Linked DNA regions of Macaca mulatta: region 1 is linked to region 2. A link is a contact called in public Hi-C data. All regions are on one chromosome and are shown on one strand. Each heading gives the region's core, a stretch centred on a gene start, on an enhancer-like site or on the middle of the called end of the contact. The rest is flanking DNA. Distances are from core to core; before and after follow the strand shown. Region 1 holds the start of HNRNPLL (heterogeneous nuclear ribonucleoprotein L like). Region 2 holds the start of GALM (galactose mutarotase).

Region 1 (4,811 bases), core at 1,453-3,952, 70 kb before region 2:
ACATATCAGTAGTAAGATAAACAAAACATTAAAAGTTATATCTCAATCTGCTTGTGTCAGTTCCCGCCTGGGTAACTTAAAAGCAGCATTAGCATTACGTTAATCACTTAACTACAGCTTCGGGTAAAAAAGGTATGTGTTTCAACCTTCATATTTTACAGACTAAGAGAACTCAGAGTAGTAAACTGACTTTCTCAGACTCACATTAATTGTATGCTAAGGCCAGGTGCTGTGGCTCAGGCTGTAATCCCAGCACTTTGGGAGGCCAAGTCAGGTGGATCTCTTGAGCCCAAGAGTTAAGAGACTAGCTTTGGCAACATGGTGAAACCCCTTCTCTACAAAATACAGAAAGAAAAAAAAAAATTGGCCCGGCGTGGTGATGCGGGCTTGCAGTCCCAGCAACCCGGGAGGCTGAGGAAGGAGGATTGCTTGAGCCAGGGAGATCAAGGCTGCAGTGAGCCGTGATCATGCGCCACTGCACTCCACTCCAGCTGCGGACCATGGAGAGAGAACCTCTCAAAAAAAAAAAAAAAGTATGCTAAGACTAGGCTCTTGACCATCCCCAAACCCTACTCAGTGCCATTTCCACCGCTCCATACACTTCGCTTTGGATACATTAATTATGTTATTTTCTTCCCAATATCCAAAATAATACTACTGATGATTTAATGCTTTGGCTGTCTTCAAAAACAATTTTTTTATAAACTGATTTAAGTATTTTTCCAAAATGCTTGAAGACATTTCATGATGCTACACAAAAACTCAAGCAAGATTTCTAGCAACGCGGTACACTGAACAAATACATCTAAATATCAGTTATATTCCTGTTACCAATTTCCACAAGAGTTGGCTTTGAACTGAAACTTCCTAAGAAAAAATGCATTTCCTTCATTCATACTTCCAAGTTACATTTTGAATATTTCAAACAGCTAGGCACAAAAATCTAAAGTAATAGCTAACACCGTAAGACTGAGAGAAAAAGTTCCTTTTTTAAATGTGTTGCAAAGTTCGCCCTCACATCCTAGTAACTGGAAACTAACGCTGGGGACTACTGACCAGCCTTTTTTATTTTTATTTAAAAACTCAAACGGCTATAAAGGGCTTCTAATGTGCGTCTTGTTTTCAAAAGGTAAGGTAAAAATCCTTTTAACCTAATAGTAGGATATATGTGTACAATTTCGTAATTCTGCTAAAGTTTGCAGAATTAATCACAATTCACGTGTTAAATGTTTAAAAAACATCTAAGTCATTAAAACAGCTTAAGTGCACCAAAAAAGGGCAATAACGTTTGCTCCGCTTTGTTTCCTTAAAGTCTCCATCCAACTGAAGCTAACTACTTGCTGTGGACAAAATGATCACATTCCTTCTGTCTCCCGCTAACATTTCTGGTAAGAGAAAGACAAGGCTCTGGGAATGTGCGTTTAATGCAGCCCTTAGCTCAGTTCATCCTTTCATGGGGCAAATGTGGAATAAATTACCAAAGAGAAACTTTAGTAATTTTAAGATTTGTTTTACTTGAAGGTAGGGGTGTACCAACAGCTGCCAACACTTCTGTTAAAGTGTTGTAACCGAAGAGGTAAAAAGTGCACTGAGCAATCATCACAAAACTGGGTAGAGCAAAGGATGCACGCCATGCTTATAAAGAGTTTAATTTAAAAATTTTTTAAATGAAACATTCAAAGGAACTAGCATGTGAACGCCAAGGCATAATCTGTTATTTAATTACGGCTCTCCATAGATTCGAGGCGGAGAGCCCCCGGTGGAACCGACGCAACCATCCCGGGATGGTGACCAGCGCGCAGATGCTGCGGGCATAGGGGCTAAAGGCAACCGGTGGTCCCGACGCTGGCCCCGAGCCCGAGGAGTTAAACTAACAAAGAGCTCTCCGAGCCGCGAAACCCTCCAGAGCGGAAGCGACGCCTCCCCGCCGCCGCCGCGCCGCGACCCTCCCCAAGTTCAGGGCTCGGCAGTGGACTCGCTGTGGGGCCTGCGGCCAAGACAGGGCCGGGTTCGCAGTCGGGATGCGGGAAACAGGTAGAGCCCAGAATACAAGCCCCAAAGAGAAGAGTGGGCGCTTCGCCAACCGGGTCGGCGCAGCGGAAAAGGCTAATAAAGCGAGCGGGAGGCCCCGCACCGAGGCCCCGCCAACCGGCCCTGCTTCCCGGGGAGCAGCCAGGCACAGCGGACAGGGGGGCCGCGCTTTGTTACCGGTTGGGAGAAGCTCCGGCCACCGCCTCCGCCATCGCCCCCGCCCCGAGGCGTCGCTTCCCGGCGGTTCTCGCCTTCCTCGGCCGAGTAGTCGATCTCCCCCTCCTCGGTCTTGAGACGTTTGGCCTGGCTCTCGTACTCCCGGTCCTCCTCGTACGTCTCCCTGGGGGAGGAAGAGGAGGAGGACATGGCGGCGACCGGAGGGACCGGCGGGCAGGAGGGTGGGGGTGGCGGTGGCGGTGGGACGCGCGCCTCGGATGCCGCCGGCCAGTCCTCGCCGCCGGCAGCGCCTCTTCTGCGAGGGTCTCCGCGGCCCGGCCGTCCGCGGGGACTGCGCGGCCAGGAGACGGGCGGCTGAGAAGCGCGGACGGACTGAGGGGGGCGCCCCGGGAAGAGGCTCCGGAGCGGCCGCTCCCCTCAATTACCGAGCCAACATCCAGCCTCTCCCTCCTCCTCAGTCTCCGCTCCCTGCCCGGAGGAGCGAATCTAAGGATGGGGACGCGACCGTGGCTTCCGGTCTTCCCTCCTCCCCTAAGCCGCTCCCAGCTGCGCAGGCCGAGCCTCCGCCCCCGCCTTCGCGGCCGTCGCTCAGGATCGAATCCACCGCAGCCTGCGGGAAGCGCCCCCCCCGGCCCGGGTCCTGCTCCCTATTGGCAGGGGCGGGAAAGTCGACCGGGTTTTCCATTGGCTGTGAGGGCCGTTCGTCAAAAGCCGCCCGCGGCTCGGCCTCGCCTCCCTCCCTGCGCCTTCTGAACTCGCTGCCGTCCTGCGAGGCCCGGCGCGCAACGTCCGCCGCGCGCCGCCTGGGAGCCGTTGCGACCCCGCGACCGTTGGCGCTGTGCGGCTCCTACCCGAGGCCAGGCGTGGAGCGAACACGGACGAGCGACGAGAAGTGCAGGGAGGCCAGGGCTGCGGGTGTTAACCGCCCTACCGCTAATTTAAATGCTTTGTGTCACCTCTTCAAAAGAGAACGAGGAAGAAAACCTCTAAAATCCCAGCAGACATACCCCCCGAAGAGCCCCAAAATTGCAGGCGATGAAGGGAGAAAACGGCTTGGAGCCATGAAAGTGGTCTTTCCACTGTTTTGTGTTCAAAATCTGGTAGAAGTGGGCAGACTCTCCCGCCCCTAGCTGGGTGTTGGAGAACAGCTGTCAGCGTCGACTGAAGGCTGCGAGGCGCGCGTCGGCAGGAGGCGCTGCACGCGGGCGCGCGTAGGTCTGAACAGTTACAACTCGTTTGTAACCTGCGCCCTTTACTGACAATGTAAGGGACTTGCCTGTCCCGTAAGTCCCTGCTCCAGTTAAATATGTTTTAATCCTTGCATATAAAATCTCATCCTCCATCCCAATTCTTTCTCTTCCGGGCAGTGTTGTATTTCACTTGATCATTTATTGTCGAAAGATACAAAAGCCTTTGGAAATTATGTGACCACAGCTTGCTTCCTCTGTGGCGTCCTGAGGGCTCTTCCAAGATTTTAGTTGCTGCTCTCTTTTTGTAACAGGGCCCCTTATAACTCCCTCTTAAGATGTTCTGTTTTAAAAACTCTGGGAGCGCCTGAAGACAGGAACTGTGTGCAATTTTCATTTTCGCAAGCCCAGTTCCTGTGCAATCTCCAGCACAGTTTAGGTACTCAACAATGCTGAATGAGTAGTCCTTGGGAAATAAAGGTCCAGTGTATCTTTCAGGAGAGAAACTGGCAAATCAAGGTAACCTAACTGCCCACTGTCAGGTGCCTCTTGGAGGATTAGCTGAGATCGAGAGCCTCTTGTGTTTCTGTTGTCCTTGTCCCTCAGATGCTTCCCCAGATGTGGCTGTTCCTTTCCTAACAGTGTAGATTGCTTCCTCCAGCCTAGTTCTCTCCAAAGTTATTTCCTCCTCCAAAAAAGCTATTTTTATTTATTGCTGAGAGTGCTTTAATGTAACACTTTTTGTACGTTGTAAATTACACCGCCTATCATTTTGGAATCCAATTGCAAGATTTTCCATACTATGCAGCTATAATCAAATGTATGTGCGGCTGCAGGTATACATTGACAAAACAGAACTAAAAAAATTATTAATTTATTTTTTAAATTAAAATGGAAGTCGACAGAAGAAATAGCAAAAGGTAGCCGCAGAGCTGGCTGCAGATGAGAAAATGTCATTGGCAAAAAGCTCTGCAATGGTTTGGGAAAGTAAAATAGCAGCAAGGGAAACGATACAATTCTGCTTGAAATATGTCCTATGGATTCATATGTCCCCTAACATGTTCAGAATGCAGACACTACCTGGCCTTCAGAAAGCTGAAGATACCAAGGGTCAAAAAAAAGGTCTAACAAACCTACTTCGTGTGTTATCTTTAGCATCCATTGTCCTTTTTATAGCTGTCTCAGTATCAAAGATCAGGAAAGGATGAGCGGATTAATAAACTTGATACAAAGGAAACTTCTTTGATGAGGTGAGATGGGCCATTCCCAAGATATTTTTAATTTGCTCAAAGTAAAAGCGGCAGAAGAGCTGAGAGCTTAAAACAATTATTTTTTCGGAGAAAGAAAACAATAGAATATTATGTGAAATAATCAAGAGTGATGAGAAGCACTAAATATCTTTTAAGTATGAGCAAC
Region 2 (4,230 bases), core at 1,041-3,540:
CTCCCGAGTAGCTGAGACTACAGGCACCTGCCACCACACCTGGCTAGTTTTTGTATTTTTAGTAGAGACAGGGTTTCACCATATTGGTCAAGCTGGTCTCAAACTCCTGACCTCAGGTGATCCACCCACCTCTGCCTCCCAAAGTGCTAGAATTACAGGTGGGAGCCACCGCGCCCAGGCCTCTTTACATTTTAGGGAGATATCATGGTACATTCATTTTCTACCAAATGGAGTAACAAGACCTTTCCTAGAGACATTTAGCATTGGGCACGCAAATGCATTTCTTTCTTTCTGTAACAGCATGTGCTTGGCAGAACACTGAGAACTGGAGGTTGAGAAAAAAGAAAAAAGTGGTCTTCCTGCTCAGAGAAGAGATTCTAAGACATCCTTGCTAACACAGCATTGCCAAAGGGCTTATGTGTGAATCAACCACAAAGTTAAGTGGCTGATGAAACTCGGAGTTTATGAGAACTTCTGATGAAGCAGCACATAGGAGTGCCTGTTGGTTATTGTATGAGTGTGATGCAGTCTATAATTTGACTTGTTTGGGTCTTTTTATTATTATATGTTGAGCTCCACTGAAGCCTGTTGCAAGTCTTTTTTATTTTTCGATTGCTATCAGAATTCTTCTGCTTCATGATGGAGAATTGAGGCTCTATGGCAAGAATGCTAAATATTCCTTAAATTACAGACAGAAGAGGCTGAGAGATAGTTATTATGTTTCATTAGCATCTGATTCCAGGCACATAATCCCAATTCTCCTAATTTCCTAATCAAAGATGCATTTCATTTCTGCACTCACCACAGTCTAGTTGGATACCCTCTGAAGTACCCAGGAGCCAAGCCAAGAGCAGTATCAAGAAAAGATAGATGATTATGCAGATGGCTTGAGTAAAATTTGTCTTTAGGCTCCCAGTACCCTCCCACTTCCTAGGCTCAGTACTCCTCTAGAGTTGCCAGACTTAGCAAGGAAATACATAGGTGCCTGTATGTTATCTCATTAAGGCCCTTAATAGCTTTATTTTAATCCTTCTGCCATCAGAGCCTACTTTTTTGGGGAAAAAAAATTTCAGATTAGTCATCAAGCCTTAAAGCAATATTTCTCTAAATATGGTCCTAGATAATCTGCAGAAGAATAACTTGGGGAATATGAAAAACGCAGATTCCTGAGTTTCACCCTAGACTTTCAGAATTAGAAATTCCAGAGGTGGGCCTGGGAATATGCATTTTAAATGTCCTCAGCTAATTCTGAGACACGATCAAGCAAGATAATTATTTAATGACCTTAGTGTCTTTCCTCTCCAATTGTACATACCTGAAGACTCCATCCTACTTGCAGAAAAGGAGATAACAAAGGTTCAGTACCTGGCATTTACAAGGACCTCAATAAATACTTGTTCCCTGAATCCCTTCTTAAAGGAACTGTGGAATTCAGGAGCCAGAAAACACCCGAGGTCCCTTCCCAGTCCCCTGAAGTAAAGAGAGTCTGAGGCTGTCTCTAATCACCTCCGCACACGGAGGGGAAGGCCTAATTCATCTACCTGACCCTGTCTGGGCCAAGCTCCTCGAGGCTGGCACAGCTTTGACTGTCAGGAAAGCCTTCTGGGTAGTGGCTCCAACAGAACGAAGTCCAGGACTTCATCCGTGGGACAAAAAGAATGGATCTTCAGTAAGTCTGTGTGCAGAGAAGACCAAAATGATTTACCTCATTTCTAAGCTATGAGTGTACTTTTTTTTTCTTTCTTTTTTTTTTTTTTTTTTTTAAGACGGAGTCTCGCCCTGTTGCCCAGGCTGGAGTGCAGTGGCGCGATCTCGGCTCACTGCAAGCTCTGCCTCCCGGGTTCATGCCATTCTCCTGCCTCAGCCTCCTGAGTAGCTGGGATTACAGGCATGTGCCACCACACCCGGCTTTTTTTTTTTTTTTTTGTATTTTCAGTAGAGACGGTATTTCACCGTGTTAGTCAGGATGGTCTCGATTCTCCTGACATCGTGATCCCCCTGCCTTGGCCTCCCAAAGTGCTGGGATTACAGGCGTGAGCCATCGCGCCCGGCCAACTACTACTGTACTTCTTGCCCCTTGTATCAAAGAGTTAAAATAGAATTTTCTCCCAAGATCGGTCTCACTGTAAGTCTGCTATCTATATTTTCCCGCTCTTCGTCTGATAGCCACCGACATTAATGACCAGCTCATTACATGTTGAGGTGTGGGGAGATGGAGGTAGAACACTGTCAACCCAGGATTCGAGTTTAGAAAGACTACAGGCCCCAAAATGCAATTTCACCTCCCAAAAACTACAATTCCCAACATGCAATGCAACCAGGGCAAGCCAAAGAAAAGAACTGCAAGCGTGGCTGCAAAGTTTGCCCCTCTTGTTACCCTCAGGCAAAGGAATGATTTAGAAAGGCCCCAGGGGCTATTTTTTGCAGGACCGGTCACTCCCTAAATCCAGGCAAGGAAAGGGAGGAGTCTGAGCCGAGTCACGCCCCTGCTCCTGTAAACTTGTGTCGCCTCTAGCTTAGCAAAACAAGTTTGAAGAGTGGGCAGTAGTTGCACACGCCGAACTTTCCCTATGGCTTCGGTGACCAGAGCCGCGTTTGGAGAGCTGCCCTCGGGAGGAGGGACAGTGGAAAAGTTCCAGCTGCAGTCAGACCTCCTGAGAGTGGACATCATCTCCTGGGGCTGCACGATCACAGCCCTAGAGGTCAAAGACAGGCAGGGGAGAGCCTCAGACGTGGTGCTTGGCTTCGCGGAGTTGGAAGGTGGGTTGAACTCGGCAGAGGGCTGCGAGCAGGCCCCAGACCCACGCTACACACCTCCCGGATCTATCGGGCCACTTGCAATGAGAGGGACCAAGGGGGAAAGTCGCCTAGCTTGGGACTGTCTGACTTGCAAGTGCGTGCATCAGGCTAACAGAGGGCTGTGTGGCCATCCGGCGTTTGGGAAAAACTGTAATAAATAAGCTATGAGAGTTGGCCTCTGGTTATCCGTTCAGGCTTTGCCCCAATTAACGTAAAAGGTCAGCTGATAGTAAGATACACTTCAGCGATCCTGGAGCGATCTTTGAACTGCCTGATCTTTGAACTGCCTGATCCCTTGAGAGGGCTGGAGAGGAAAGAGCAGGCAAGAGGGGGTGTGGCTCCCAGTGCTTCCCTTTTGAAGAAGGAAATTCAAATACTTGCCTCTTCTACTTCCTTCTTCCGGAAGATCAGATTCTCTTTGAGGCCTGGTTGTCTCAGAAATGCTCCAGTAAGCTCAGTGGTTGCCTAGTACACCAGCTACCCAATAACCATTTAGGGAACAAAATAGACAAGACCAACTCAGTGTCTAGAGATCAGGTCTCCTACCAACTAGGATTGACTTTTATCCCAGAATCCATGGGCAATTAGGATCAGGCATTAATTCATACATTTGAAAACTCTATTAATCCATTGACCCTCATTCAACAGGACAGACAAGGTCCCCACTCTTGTGGTTTGGCTGGGGAGATAGACTTTGACTCAATAATTGCATAAAGAAAGAATGACAATTGCAGCTTTAACTCAGTAATTGCATAAAGAATGACAATTGCAGCTTGATTGCAGCAAAGGAAAATGTACATCATGCTCTCTTAGCACCATGGTGTAACTAGACAGAAAATGAGGTGTGAAATAAAGCTGGCAAAGAGAAACTGAGAGTTAATACTCTCTGCTTAGTGGTTGGGGCATAGACAAATTCTGCTGGAGAGGAGGTTTGAGGTTTTCCTTTTGGTGTGTCATTCTGTCTGGTTCTTCAGATATGTAACGTGGCTCATGGTTACATGTTGGCCAGACAAGCCTGGCCAACATGGTGAAACCCTGTCTCTACTAAAAATACAAAAAAATTAGCTGAGCATGGTGGCACGTGCCTGTAATCCCAGCTAGTCAGGAGGCTGAGGCAGGAGAATCACTTGAACCCGAGAGGCGGAGGTTGCAGTGAGCCAAGATTGTGCCACTGCACTCCAGCATGGGTGACAGAGTGAAACTCTTATCTTAAAAAACAGAGAGCAAATTTCAGATTCCTAAGGTAAAAAAACAAAACCCAGCTTTCTGTTGAACACCACTATGCCTGGCTAATGTTTTTGTAATTTTAGTAGAGATGGGGTTTTGCCATGTTGGCCAGGCTGCTGGCAGGCACCTGTAATCCCAGCTACTTGGGAGGCTGAGGCAGGAGAATCGCTTCCGGGAGACGGAAGTTGCAGTGAACCGAGACTG

Evidence for each region. A called contact is a pair of places that touch in the nucleus more often than the background predicts.
Region 1: a Hi-C map of liver shows a contact between it and region 2, with 3 times the contacts expected there. The contact joins the promoter of HNRNPLL here to the promoter of GALM in region 2. A contact is called at or near these places in 3 of 14 Hi-C or Micro-C datasets (CD4 T cells, cortical neurons and liver).

The regions. Positions count from the first base shown.
Region 1 is chr13:86,356,981-86,361,791 of T2T-MMU8v2.0, reverse strand. HNRNPLL (heterogeneous nuclear ribonucleoprotein L like) reads right to left here and starts at 2,702. Exons shown (of 13, transcript XM_077959704.1): 1 at 2,634-2,702; 2 at 2,209-2,371. The coding sequence starts at 2,243.
Region 2 is chr13:86,287,022-86,291,251 of T2T-MMU8v2.0, reverse strand. It overlaps GALM (galactose mutarotase), which reads left to right and starts at 2,290. Exons shown (of 7, transcript XM_015112146.3): 1 at 2,290-2,760. The coding sequence starts at 2,571.